2 separate regions of the Sus scrofa genome follow, and region 1 is linked to region 2. The links are chromatin contacts, called in public HiChIP or PLAC-seq maps. All regions are on one chromosome and are shown on one strand. Each heading gives the region's core, a stretch centred on a gene start, on an enhancer-like site or on the middle of the called end of the contact. The rest is flanking DNA. Distances are from core to core; before and after follow the strand shown. Region 1 overlaps LOC110261575 (a long non-coding RNA gene). Region 2 overlaps BAZ1A (bromodomain adjacent to zinc finger domain 1A).

Region 1 (7,158 bases), core at 2,337-4,836, 84 kb after region 2:
CCAGCAAACAGGACTGTGTGCCAGATGTTAGAGGCCTTCAGGGAGCCGTTTGATGCAACCCCTGCCTTCAGGAAGCAGCATTCCTAACCAGTCCTTCCACCTATTAGCACAGTTCAAACTCTTATTGGTTTTAAATAGACAATGATCACATATGCTTCTTGAATGATTATACCTCTGAAGTTTCTAAATATAAATTTAAACCATGATAACATCCCCATACACACACGGAGTCCTTGAATCAGAAGAGCGAATTTCTCCACCAGTCATAGCTTTTCCTCAACTTTTTATTTTGAAAAATTTCAAACAAATTGGAAACAGAAAAGTTACAAGTAGTACAAGGAACACCATATGCGGTTCATTTAGATTTATCAATTGAATTTCACTGCATATCCTTTCTCTCCTTCTGGTTTTTAATCTTTTATTTTCTTTCAAACTATTTAAGAATTAATTGTAGGGAGTTCCCATTGTGACTCAGCAGTAATGAACCTGACTAGCATCCATGAAGACTCGGGTTCAATCCCTGGCCTCTCTCAGTGGGTTAAGCGGTGTTAGCCCACATGAGGTGTTAACCTCACGGTGTTGCCGTGAGCTGTGGTGTAGGTCACAGACCTGGCTCGGACCCCAAGTTGCTGTGGTTGTGGTGTAGGCCAGCGGCTGCAGCTCCGTTCAACCCCTAGCCTGGGAACCTCCGTGTGTCTCCTGTTAGGCTCTAAAAAGCACACACACACACACGTACACAAAAGAGTTAATTATTGACACTCTGACACTTCATCCTAAAATACTTCAGCATGTATTTCCTAAGAACAAGACCATTCCTCCTGTGTAACCAACCATGGAATAAGAATCTCACTCAGGAAATCTAATGTTGACCCACTGCTAGTATCTAATATAGAGTCCATGTTCAAATATTCCCAGTTGTCCCAACAATATCCTTTGTAGATTTTTTTTCTTTTAATCTAGACTTCAAAAAGGAAAAAAAGGAGAAAAAAAAATCACACATTAATTATGATGTCTCATCCAGTCACTCTGAAATCCAGACCATCTCCCTTTGGAGCCAGGGCTGTTGTTTTCTTCTTCATTTTTATTTACATCAGTGGGCCTCAAAACTAAATGCAGCAATTTTTCATCTTTTTTTTTTTTTTTTTCTTTTTGGGTCCACATCTGTGGCACATGGAAGTTCCCAGGCTAGGGGTCTAATCAGAGCTGTAGCCGCCAGCCTACGCCAGAGCTACAGCAACGCCAGATCCAAGCCGTGTCTGCGACCTACACCACAGCTCACAGCCACGCCAGATCCTTAACCCACTGAGCAAGGCCAGGGATCAAACCTGCAACCTCATCGTTCCTAGTCAGATTCGTTTCCACTGCGCCGCAATGGGAACTCCTCATTTTCATTTTTGATCCACGTACTTTAAAAAAAAGGTGTCTTGGAGTTCCCATCGTGGCGCAGTGGTTAACGAATCCGACTAGGAACCATGAGGTCGCGGGTTCGGTCCCTGCCCTTGCTCAGTGGGTTAACGATCTGGCGTTGCCGTGAGCTGTGGTGTAGGTTGCAGACGCGGCTCGGATCCCGCGTTGCTGTGGCTCTGGCGTAGGCCGGTGGCTACAGCTCCGATTCAACCCCTAGCCTGGGAACCTCCATATGCCACGGAAGCGGCCCAAGAGATAGCAACAACAACAACAAAAAGACAAAAGACAAAAAAAAAAAAAAAAAAGGTGTCTTGTACTGAATATAATCCCATTATTTTTCAGTTCTTTGCTGTAACCATATTTCAATAGAATAATGAATGTTAACAGCAGCCACACAGTGACAAGTCTGGGAAGGGAAAGAATGGGGGGGAATTCAGCCTGGAGCATGTTCAAGTCAAAGTAATGACAGAACATCCAGGTGACAACAGGCTGTAGTTGAAGACGGGAACCTCAATCTCTCCCTAGGTGAGGTGAAGAAAGTCACTACAGAGGAGTGAGAGGGGAAGACACAGCGTTGGTAACTTGCTCAGGGGAGACACTGTTCTCTGAGGAGGGCCAGTCTGAACCCTAGAAGACTTCCAGGCCAGAGGAGAAGCAGGAGGGCAGGCTGGAGACCTAGAGCAAGCAGCGGAGGGAGTACCCAAGTGATGAGGAAGAAGCAGCGAATCCCACCTGAGCTGTGTATAGTTTTTAGTTCTAGGTACAAATTAATTCTCAAGACCAGGCCAGGAGAGGGGTCCTGGGACCCAGAGCTATGCCGGCTGGAGTCAGATCAGTTAGCCTTCTGGAGGGGAGGGGTAGAGGGCAGGCTAGAGGTGCAGAACCCCAGACCTCAGGTCTCCTGAGGCAAGACTCTTTAGGAAAGGAAACTGGAGAAAGGATCCCAAATAATCATCAGGAAGAGAAGTTGCTGAGGTGACCGTGAAGGGACAAGCAGGAGGACAAAAGCCAATTCAGCGGAGATGGCCAGGGAACAAGTGGAAAGAATCTGTGTCCTTGACAACATTGAGCCACTGAATTAACCAACTCCAAAACCGCCCCACCTCTGGACTTCTTGTTACATAAAATAATAAATTCTCATACTATTAAAAATAAGAGGCCATCCTTCTGAAACGAATCTGACTAGTATCCATGAGGACGTAGGTTCAATCCCCAACCTTTCTCAGTGGGTTAAGGATCCGGAGTTGCCGTGAACTGTGGTGTAGGTTGTAGACGCAGCTTGGATCTGGTAAGACTGTGCCTGTGGCCAGTGGCTATAGCTCCGATTCAACCTGTAGCCTGGGAGCTTCCATAAGCCTCAGGTGAAGCCCTAAGAAGACCAAAAAAAAAAATGCCCACCTAACTTGATGAATTAAACTCTGTGAAAAGCATATTTGCCATGAAGGAGTTCCCATTGTGGCTCAGCGGTAATGAACCCGACTAGTAATGAGCCTGACTCAGGTTTGATCCCTGGCCTTGCTCAGTGGGTTAAGGATCTGGCATTGCCATGAGCTGTGATGTAGGTTACAGGTGTGGCTCAGATCTGGCGTTGCTGTGGCGTAGGCTGGCAGCTACGGCACGGATTCAACCTCTAGCCTGGAAACCTCCATATGCCACAAGTACAGCCCTAAAAAAAGACAAAAAAAAAAAAAAAGAAAATGAAGTTAAAATATCAAATAGGTAAACATAGTCACAATGACTGCAGCAAATCCACTCAGCTTATTAACGTATGATTACCTTGAAAAATTTGCAAAAAACAAGCCTATAAGTCAGTAGCTCAATGACTTTAAAGAATTACTAAGACAGAAAACCAGAAAGGCAGGGAGAAGGCAAATCTGCTTTCTTAAGAGAAAACATACGAACACACATGTATGTACACACGTCCACAATCCGCATATAACACAATATATATGTATATATGTACAAAGCTTGCCCCACACAGGAGACACTGCTGAGTACATCACCCCAGGTGGTGAGAGAAGGGAAAATAGGATAATGACTGCTGAAGGTGAAAAGAGGTTTGAGGTGCTCTTGCTACCTAACAAGGGAATTTTTGCCAGAATACCTAGAATAAATAGAGCTTTCACAATGCACCAGTTCTAATGAGGTTTCAAAGCTGTATGAGTAATAGGGAAGGGGGAAGTGTCGTGACACTGTTCCTATTGTGAGTTTCTCTGCTGCAAACTCTTCTCAGCAGATACTGAATCATCAGGGAGATTATTAAACCCTTTTGGTGTCTAAAATTTACCTACATAGTACTTCAGTTTCCTGGTACAAACCTTACTTTAAAATGGTTTACAGGACCGTAAATGAATTTAACGGGCTGTAGTTTGTAAATTTAACCCTAAAAATTTTAAGCTTATTTCCCTCAATTTATTATGAAGATAATTCTGTGCCAGAAGTAAGGAGAGGATAGGGAGAAACATGTTTTCACCCTTTTCACCTTCAGATTAGCGGCATAACCGTTTGAATGAAACCTCCACAGTTCATTTAGAAACTGTAGTATTGACCACTTCTTTCCTGTTCCTCAGATCCTCTCGTCTGAAGGGGTGGTGCTGGTGGGGATTCGAACAGCTGCACATTTCCAACATAGTATTCCCTAAATGGTGTCAAATGACTGGGAATGAAGTTTTGGTGACTGGATGATTTATTCACTTAGTCATCGTTGTTCCGTCAGGGGAAACAATAAGAGGCTTTTGTTTGTGTTTCTGTGTGTGGGGTGTGAGGGATGAAGAGAGGAGAATAGCCATATAATGAAACTTTGGTCCTCTTTTTCCCTCTCTCAAAAGAGGTCTTTATCTTCAAGTTACTATAAATATAATCATGAAAATAGAATATATACTTCATGGTGGCCCTTTCTACATTGTTTTTTCATATTTTCCTGGAAAGTTTCTTTTTTTTTTTCTAAAGTACTGCGTGAAAATGTTCAAATCATAAAATATTCAAACATTGCAGAAATGACTGTAAAAAACAAGAGTCTCCCTTCACTGCCCTTGCCCAGCCCCCCCCCCCCCCATTATTTAGTTCCAGCAAAAAGCTTGCTCGCTCTCTCGCTTGATCGCTTTCTTAATTACCCTGGTTTGGGGCAGTTTCATAACAACAGATGGTATATTCAATCAACAGGCAAATTCCAAAGTGTAGACAACGAGGAATCACGGAAACCAAACCTCACTGTGAAGTACAGTCCCAGAAAGTGCCAGGGGAAAAGGTGGCAGAGTGACTGAACACAGACCAGGGCAGCTCCTCTGTGTACAGGGCGCATGGGGCCAGAAACATCTGGGTTTGCTTCTCCCCTGGCCACTAGCTTGCTGGATGTCCTTGAGCAATTTTGTTTCCCAGCAGTAAAGTAGACATGACAGTAGGAGCCTGAAATGGGATCATGAGAGGGAAACATCTAGCAAGCGCCTGATATACACTAGGTCTTTGGCAAACACTGGTTTTCCTCCCACTTGCAGAGGAACTTTGATGCATCTAAAGCACGCACTGGTTTATTTCTGATGAGGTTCTGGGCATGTTCATGGGGAAATTATAATCCTATTTTGTACACTGTTTATAAAAGGTGAAAAAAGGGCGTGCTTTGCTCTCCTGCCAAACTGCCAAACTGCTCAGAGCAATGTTAGTGCTTTATAGGTTATAGGTTAATTAGCCTTTAATTAAAGGCTAGTGTAGAAAAGATCTGCATCATATTTAAGTTCAGGCAATGTGTGTGGATTCAGGCAAGAGTGTTCAGAGTTATGAAATCCTGACAATCATTATCTCCCAGAACCCTGTGTCATTAAGTGACAGAGTCAAAGATCACTTTGAATAACTGGGGAACACTGATGTAAGAACGTTGGATTTAAAAAAATATATATATTTGTATAATATTAACATGGCTATTTGGGAATTCATAATTTTTTATTTTCATCACTAAAAAACCAATCAGCAACAACAACAAACTACTCTGCAGTCATCCAGTAGGCAAGCAATAAGATGAAAGCATCTTTCAGAAGATAAAGATTAAGGCTTCTGGAGGGATCCTGGAGCATTTTCTGCAGTCTTTGAAGCCTAGAGTGCCCTCTACTGGTTGCTTTCCAGAAAACCAGGCAGCTAATAGTTTCACAGAGGACTCCGATTTTTTGAGACACTGTAAATACAATCCCTTAGACCTGTAACTTTCCTATTGAGTGGCCTCTTTCTGAAAGCTTATCGTCTGGAAGAGAGAGAGCAATGCCTTTTCTTGATGCCAACTTGATTCTTTAATTAGAAGTGTGTCTGAGATGCCATTTTGATTATGATCAGTTATGTCTGTTGGATCCTAAGTTTTAAAGTAATCAGCATTTCAGAAAAACAATTAAATGGAATAAAGTGGCCCCCAAATATTTAACTTTATTTTACATTTAAAAAATTTTTGTTGTATGCTAGAGAGTTTCTAGAGTACAGTAGTCTCTCTGTACTAGTTTTTCAATTTCCTGTGAACCTATAATTATTTCAAAATGAAAAGTTAGGAAACAAATGCAGTGACTCTACTTTGCAGCTTTAAATAATCAAAATTTTTCTTTGACCTTGTGGAACCGTAATAGAAAGAAAACGCCAAAGACAAAGATGTTAAAGTGTACATCATTTGCAATTTGGATATTTCTATCGTTTTTTCTTCCCCTGCTCTCCTCTTGCCAGTGGCCTGTAGCCCTTACTGACTGATAGTCCCTGAGGAACCTGCAAGAATCTGGCCAGAGTAGGTATGCTCAGGCTCTTTGGCCATCTGAGTTAACCAGACTTCTAATGCGAACAAGCTTACTGCTTTTCACATGTATGTTTAAAAACAGAATCCTTATCTTCTAATGCAATGTTACTCAGAATTCATCCACTTTTCGTTCATCCAGACATTCATTTGTTCCACAGATATCGAGCGCCCTTCTTGTGCTACACCCTGTCTGTATATCATGAATATGTGTCACTTCTACCAAATAGGGGTCTAAAATTTAATACCTTCCTTTTAACATTAAAACTAACCACACACACACACACACACACATACACACACACAGGAAAAAACCTTTTTTTCCCCCTTCCCCAGATTCCTCTCTGTAATAAGTCCATGAAAGCCAGAAGGCTGACTCAGGCTGGGACCAGTCCTCCACTTGGCTTGCCTCCTGGTCTCTGCTGGGAGAGTAGGGACTCAGATTTGGACTAGTTTCCATCGCCCTCAGTATTGCCTGGACTGTCCTCCATTGGGTCCTAGAAGAGGGAAGGATGTTCTTCCCCACCCAGTGTTTCTACACACAGAGGGCAGAAATCCCCACCACACCCACACCCACACACCCACCCACACACACACTAAAACCCACATTTCCTCAGAGGACTGGCAACAGGAATATCAAGTCTTACATCCATGACCTCAGAAATCTCCAGAACAAAGAAGCCTGTCCTTGATCTGGATTCCTCAGTCACATCCTCGGTTATCTCATTCCACATTTAAGCAGAGAGCAGAGCTGCTCAGGGTGGAGTAAGGTGGGGCTCTGTCTCTTTCCTCCTATCTTTTCTTTGCATCTCTCCCCTCCCAGGTTGGTGGACACAGAGGTTCTTCTGCGGAGCTGTGAGGTTTTCTGAAATACAAATTGAAAGCCACCGATCTATTTAAAAACTCTTACTTTACAAATGAGAAAAATGAGGCCCAGAGGTGTTGTATCCTCCTCTCCTAATTTCAAACCTGAGATCTCCTAATTTCAAACC
Region 2 (7,010 bases), core at 4,205-6,704:
TGTTTCTTACTACTTCCCAGGTGATGCTGATGCTGCCTTATACATTTCTTTTTTTTTTTTTTTTTTTTTGTCTTTGGCTTTTCAGGGCCGCACCCATGACATATGAAGCTTCCCAGGCTAGGGTCTAAATGGAGGTGTAGCTGCTGGCCTACACCACAGCCACAGCAATGCATGATCCGAGCCTCATCCGGATTCTTGAGCCACTGAGCGAGGCCAGGGATCAAACCAGCAACCTCATGGTTCCTATTCGGATTTGTTTCTGCTGCACCACAACGGGGAACTCCTGCCTTATAAATTTCTTATAAGAATTTTTATTAACCTTTTGTTTTAGGAAAGAGAGAAATTGCGTGAAGAAAAGAAAAAATATATGGAATACTTAAAACAGTGGAGTAAACCTAGAGAAGACATGGAATGTGATGATCTTAAGGTAAAAGCATGTTATGTGATGTTTCACACACCTGTGTAACAGAGGAAATAGCCACTTAAGCAAGTGTTTTTCTTTAGAGTTCCAAGGTAGCATTGTTAGTATTTTGTAACAAGCTTCAATAATGATTCTTATTCTGTGGAAATAGTTGGTCATCTGTACTATCCTTGATAGCCCAGTAACAACTGGGGCCAGGCATGCATTTAGCTTGATTGCTAGACAAAGATTCTGCCTGTCTCCAGAATAACCAAAATATCCAAACCCAACTCATTCATCTCAGTTTATAAGGAACCATTTCTAAGATAACAGATGGTGAATTAAGTCTGTTTCATATCCTAAGGAAAATACCGCATCAAAAATCATATTGATACAGCTAAGGCCTTGACCTCAGAATTTAGGTTAGGAATCTCTCTTGACTGGAAAGTGTAGTCAGAGGCACACTTCAACCTCAAGTTACATTTTTAGTTTGATGAGGAAGAAGTCCCTAAAGACTGTGATTTAGTAAAGTTGAAATAAAGCCAGGGCATCTATAATTTCAAAAGTTCCAAAAGTGATGACAGTAAACATCCAGGGTTGAGAACTGTATGAAATAATTCTTTACATGAAATAATTCTTATTAGGTAAAGAGTGTATCATATTTACAATTTCCTGTGCTTGGTTCAGATAGTTATATAAATTGTTCAATCTTGCAGGAACTTCCAGAACCAACTCCAGTGAAAACTAGACTACCTCCTGAAATCTTTGGTGATGCTCTGATGGTTTTGGAGTTCCTTAATGCATTTGGGGAGCTTTTCGATCTTCAAGATGAGTTTCCTGAGGGAGTAACCCTAGGCAAGTGCTATTGCTGTGTTATAATTCACCCTAAAATTAGTGGCTTAAAAAAGCAAATTATTTTCTCTCAAAGTTCTGTGGAGTCATTGGACCTAGCTGTTGGGATCTTTCACATGGATATGGTCAGTCTCCAGTAGGGAGCTGGAGTCATCTGAAGGCTCACCTGGTGAGATGTTCATGGTGGCTTATGCACACGCACACGCCTACCTGGTCCCTTGGTACTCTCCACACTGGATGGCCTGCACTTCTTATGTGGCAGCTGAGTGCTCCAAGAGGCCGGAAACAGAAACTGCCAGTTTTCTTGATTACTTCTGCCAAATTCCAGTAGGTGGGCCTGGGGGATTCAAGGAAGTGAAGGAATAGACTACTTCTTGAGAGTGGCATGGTATGTAAGTGCAAGGAGGGAAGGAATTGACATAAGTCATATTTGGAGACAAGTTGTTGTCTACCTTTAATTTTTTATTCTATTTTGCCTCTGTACTTATTCACTATTACTTTGTATTTACATCATTTATAAAAGCTAAATTGGTATGTGAAGGGCTTTAGATCCCATTTTGATATTTAGCTGCCAATAGCAAAATAATTTTCTTGGAATCCAAATAAAGACTCTTAAAGACAGAATTACAGTGCCACTCTTATTTGAGTAAGAGTATATTCTTCAGGAAGGCTTTCACATTCCCTGAATTTCTCTTTATGAGCTAGATGAGGCATGAATCATTGTGCCTTACAGATCCAGAGGTCTAAACATTGTTGGTTTAGGTAAGGTGAATGAGATGAGAAAGATTTATATCTTGAGCATATTAGGATTATAACTGTTGCTGATGATTACCTCTGCTGTGCACTGTTTGGTAAACAGTAATGTCCCACATAGCTATTAAGAACATTGGGACACGAGTTCCCATTGTGGCTCAGTGGAAACGACTAATATCTATGAGGATCCAGGTTCGATCCCTGGTTTTGCTCAGTGGGTTAAGGATCCAGCATTGCCATGAGCTGTGGTGTGGATCACAGACGAGGCTCAGATCTCAAGTTGCTGTGGCTGTGGCGTAGGCCGGTAGCTACAGCTCCGATTCGACCCCTAGCCTGGGAACTTCCATATGCCACAGGTGTGGCCTTAAAACAACAAACAAAAAAAGAACAGTGGGACAACAATAACAAATCTTTTGGCATTGTTATTCAAATGAGAGTAAAATTATAATTTTAATATGTCTTAATTTACATCTCAAATTCAAACCTCAATAAACTATTATATTGATCTCTTGAGACTAATTTGGCTTTCTTTGGATGTGGGGATTTTGGCTTATGATTTTACTGTATTTTACTGATTTATAATTACATTATAAATTATTATAAATTTTTAAAAATTTTTTGCCTTGAATAAACTTGGCTGTACTTTGATAAATGGACACTTAAGAAAATAGTTACACAGGCTGTTGTTGATTAAATTGTTTATTATTCCAGTGGAGTTGTTTTTTCAGTACATGACCAGAACTTTAAATTCATTTTAAACATTTTATTCACAGAAGTGTTAGAGGAAGCTCTTGTAGGAAATGACAGTGAAGGCCCACTATGTGAATTGCTTTTTTTCTTCCTGACTGCCATCTTCCAGGCGATAGCTGAAGAAGAAGAGGAAGTAGCCAAAGAGCAAATAACTGATGCTGACACCAAAGGTCAGAATTAAATATTATTGCTAGCTGATTGTAGCTTTGTAGTGAAACTAATTTTTGAAGGTTATTTTAAAATTAACTTGAATTTATGGTTCAAAATTATGGTTGTTCAAGTTAGTTGATTCTTAAGTCACATACTAACAACACATTATCAGTTTTAGAAAAGCTTTGTTTTAATGAGCTAAAAAATACTGCTCTCCCCCACCCCCCACTCCCTACCCCCACTGCTGCCAGTCTGTCTTGCTTTTTATTCTTTTAGATTTCTCCTATGATTTAGGAGCATTACAGATTTCATTGATCAGTATCTGTAATTCTGAGAAATTCTACTAAATAAGCACTGATTTTTTTCCCCTCCATATAAGGAAATACTTCAGTTGTTGTTTTTAATAAATTAAATTGAAAATACTGCTACTGATTTCATTCCAGATCTAACAGTTTTTAGATGAGAGTTAAGTAAATTTAATTTTTTAATTTCACTAATTAGTTTGAACTAGAATACTTTGCTCTTTAAATTTTATACAGATAAATTTTAGGAGTCAGTGGGTGGTACATATTAATATAGAAATAATTCTGAAGGAAAGCTTTTTTAATTTTTAATACAGAAAATATTCACTTTTATTTAGTATTTACTTCAATCAGAGGAATTATTAAGCATTTATATTAAAAGGTTGATTTGACTTCCAACATAATACTTTCTGAATTTTGCCACATACGAGATAGGACCATTAACAATAACAATACTTTAGTGTATTTCATAAGAATTTACAATAAGAAATAACTATTTGGAGATATCTTGAGAGCAGAATATTGGTAGAAAAAAAATGTGACATTCCTCCATTCAGATAGTATGGTTGTCCTTAGGTAATTTGAGCTAATTTCCTTTATGCCTAATTGCTGAAGCAATAGGACAATGATATATAAGTAAGTATCCAGTGTTGGTTGCCTTTTAAATTACAACCTGAGTTCAGATATTCTCTCGCTTGAATGCTAATAACATTCTTAAAGGGCATAAGTCCCTTATCAAGGTCATTTTAACAATGTGGTCCTCATTGTCAACTCAAATGATTTAGTCAGTTAGGTGAGACTCTACTAAAGAGAAGACAGAAGAGTAAATCCACCTATAAAACATGTAAAGATTTTCTAAAATGACAAGTACTAACACTACAGATGGATTATCTAAGATAGACATTGTAGCATAAATTCATTCTTTTATTCTTTAGGTCGTCTTAATGACCAATACTGTCACAGGGTTATTGACCAAATTCTGACCTTAATACAAGATAAAGCTTTCTTTAATTCAGGATTCGAAGCAGGTGAATTTCAGCAGTCCTAGTGACAGAAAGTAGGGTTAAAAGGAAGTTGTGTTGGAAAATCAGCTGGTGTAAAAGAAAGATATATTAACCGTGAGGTGTGTATGGCCATTATATTTTCTATTCATGATTTGTTTGATCTGTGATTTTTATAGCTCTGCTTCTATACAGGACTGTCTATAAAGAAAAGTCTACCTATGAATAAGTATTGGCCATTAAAAAGGTTTTAACACCCCTTTTGAAACTAGTTATTTAAATGTTAGAGAGGGAAAAAAATAGTTTGGCATTTTTCTGCCCTTCCCTCATTTCCTTGTTATTATTGGCCATATTTTAAATGGTTATTTCACTTTCATTAATGGCCCCATACTGTTCCTCCAGGTATTTTTCCTATGTTCTCCCATCTCAGCAACAAACAACTTTTCCATAGTCTTCCCGAAAGCAACTGAATAGTCGAATGGGATTGAACGTTCTTTTATTTCCTCATTAGCTAGTCTTATTATGTAAGGTGTTTCTTGCTATTTTTTAGAAATGGGGAAGTTTGGCAGAAAAGCATGAATTTATCTTAGTGATGAAAACATTGAGGTTCATTGAGGCTATTTACTGAAGATCACATAGATAGTAAGTGATCATACAGCTAGTAAGACACTATAGATGCATTGTTTCATTTAATCATACCACCCTTGTAAGGTAGATGTAACTATAACTATTTTTCTGCCGTTTACATATAAAGAAACCTAGACTTAAATTAACTTGCCCAGAGAGTTTTAAATTTAACTTTAATTTAATGTGCCCAGGGAGTTTAATTAACTTGCCCAGAGACATACGGCTAATAAGAAAGTGATGGGTTACAAATTTAAGCACTTTAGTCTAGAGCCTCATAGTGACTATGTTGTATTTCCTTATAATATGGCAAAGAAGTAATTATCTGTCTTCAAGAACATCTGATTTCTTTGGCCTTTGGTCTCCATGTTTTTATATCAAACCTTGGATTTTTTTTTTTTTTTTTTTTTTTTTTGCTTTTTAGGGCTGCACTTGCAGCATATGAAAGTTCCCAGGCTAGGGGTCAAATCAGAGCTACAGCTGCTGGCCTACGTCACTGCCACTGCCACAGCAATGAGAGAGATCCAAGCCACATCTGTGACCTGCACCGCAGCTCGCAGCAATACCACAACGGGAACTCCAATTTGGATTTTTTTTTTTTTTTTTTTCCAGTGCCATGCCTGCAGTATAAGGAAGTTCTGAGGCTAGGGATGGAAACCAAGCCACAGTAGTAGCCTGAGCCACAGCATTGACAGTGCCAAGTCCTTAAATGCTAGGTGGCGCCACCAGGGAACTCTTAATTAGCAGATTTTTTTTTTAATCAGCAATTTTTTAACTCTCATATTAAAAATATCACTTCCTCTCTTTTGTCTTACCTCTAAATGCCCTTCAAAGTGTATGAACAAGAGAATTTTTTATATAGAATAGTTTGTGTTTTTACTAAGATGCTATTGTTTAGGGTTGAAATTGTATTTACCTAATTCTAGATTATAGTGGTGATAGATATATCTATTTCAGAAAGTCATAACATATACAGTTCAGCTGTATTCTCTTGAGATGACATACCCAATGGTTATCTCTCAGTGAATCCTAAAATGATATTTATTTCTTGACAGTGCGATTTGGTAGATAATTGAGCTAAAGAATATATATTTTAACATGTTGGTTTAATACAACTGAAAGTAAACTGTCATTTTGTTAGTTGTCTATTTCCTAAGGCCTTGTAGCCTTCATTGTAGAAAATTATAACTTTGTAGAGCTAAAATAGATTGAGTATGGTGATAGGTGCAAAGGGAGAGAGACAGTATACTTATACAGCCCTGTAACTAGGACTGTTGTTAATTTTAGAGGGCCTATTAATTTTAAGTTTGTTTGGCTTTATCTGTAAAATGAAAATTGAAAAAGCTTTAGGTCTAGTATTTTCTTGATGAGGAAGAATATATCTGTCATTTTGACTAGATTCATGGCCCGGTAGGAATAATTTCTGCATGTATACAACTTCTCCTGTATGTATTGTTTATGCTTTTAATGCCATGAAATTGTCAGTGATCGTAATCCCAGAACTGACTTTTTCATGCCTTTTCCTTTAGTAAAGGACAACATTTCTGTTCTCTAAGGTTCATTTTTTCAGCTTGTGACCTTTGGGGGAGAAAATCGTAGTAGAAAGTTAAGAACACAGAACCAGGTTAGCCCAGTGATTTTCCAGCTTTAATCTGTGGAGCCCTGCAGTCTGTTCAGGGGTCCCTCCATGCTGTTCCAGGAGAGTTGGAAAGATGAATGGGCAGGATTGTCATCTCTGTGCCTGACTTTAACAAGGGCATCTTTTATATTGTGCTTCCAAGAAATATTTGAAGAATTTGAAAACTGCTGATCTAGACTTACCCCTTTAAGAAAAATGAAGCCAATTAAGTGACTGGTCTAAAGGCTACATAACTAGGAACTGGGCAGAGCTAAGAATAAAGTGTACATATCCAACTTTTAGTCTGAAACTGTGTCCACTCTACTGTGATACAACAGAAGGGCTTTTTATAAGCTTAAAGTTTTTTCATAGGTGACATTTAAATTTTTTGTTATCTACATAAGGAATAATTGTGTGTGTGTGTGTGTATATATATATATATATATATATATGCCAGTGTAAATACATTTTTGTGCCATTAGATTTGCTCTTTAGTCCGCTTTGTAGGCTAAGCACTGTTTTCAGAGCTAAAGCAATTTACTTGGAAAACATAGGGAGAT

What was found. HiChIP or PLAC-seq counts read pairs in DNA pulled down with a chosen protein or histone mark.
Region 1: a contact with region 2 is called in an H3K27ac HiChIP or PLAC-seq map of alveolar macrophages. The contact joins two enhancer-like sites. A contact is called at or near these places in 2 of 47 Hi-C or Micro-C datasets (embryonic fibroblasts and epiblast stem cells) and 1 of 2 datasets of contacts at active chromatin or transcription factors (alveolar macrophages).

What each region holds. Positions count from the first base shown.
Region 1 is chr7:65,114,200-65,121,357 of Sscrofa11.1, forward strand. All of the region lies in intron 2 of LOC110261575 (a long non-coding RNA gene), which reads left to right. Among named protein-coding and RNA genes, the nearest start is that of CFL2, 27 kb to the left of the region's middle. Within about 2 kb of position 3,587, at least 12 of the 83 cell types and tissues checked have an H3K27ac peak or open chromatin away from gene starts, as enhancers often do. A contact at or near this core is called in alveolar macrophages, where this site is marked.
Region 2 is chr7:65,028,122-65,035,131 of Sscrofa11.1, forward strand. BAZ1A (bromodomain adjacent to zinc finger domain 1A) reads left to right here. Exons shown (of 27, transcript NM_001244159.1): 10 at 332-427; 11 at 1,117-1,255; 12 at 2,779-2,925. Among named protein-coding and RNA genes, the nearest start is that of CFL2, 60 kb to the right of the region's middle. Within about 2 kb of position 5,455, at least 1 of the 83 cell types and tissues checked has an H3K27ac peak or open chromatin away from gene starts, as enhancers often do. A contact at or near this core is called in alveolar macrophages, where this site is marked.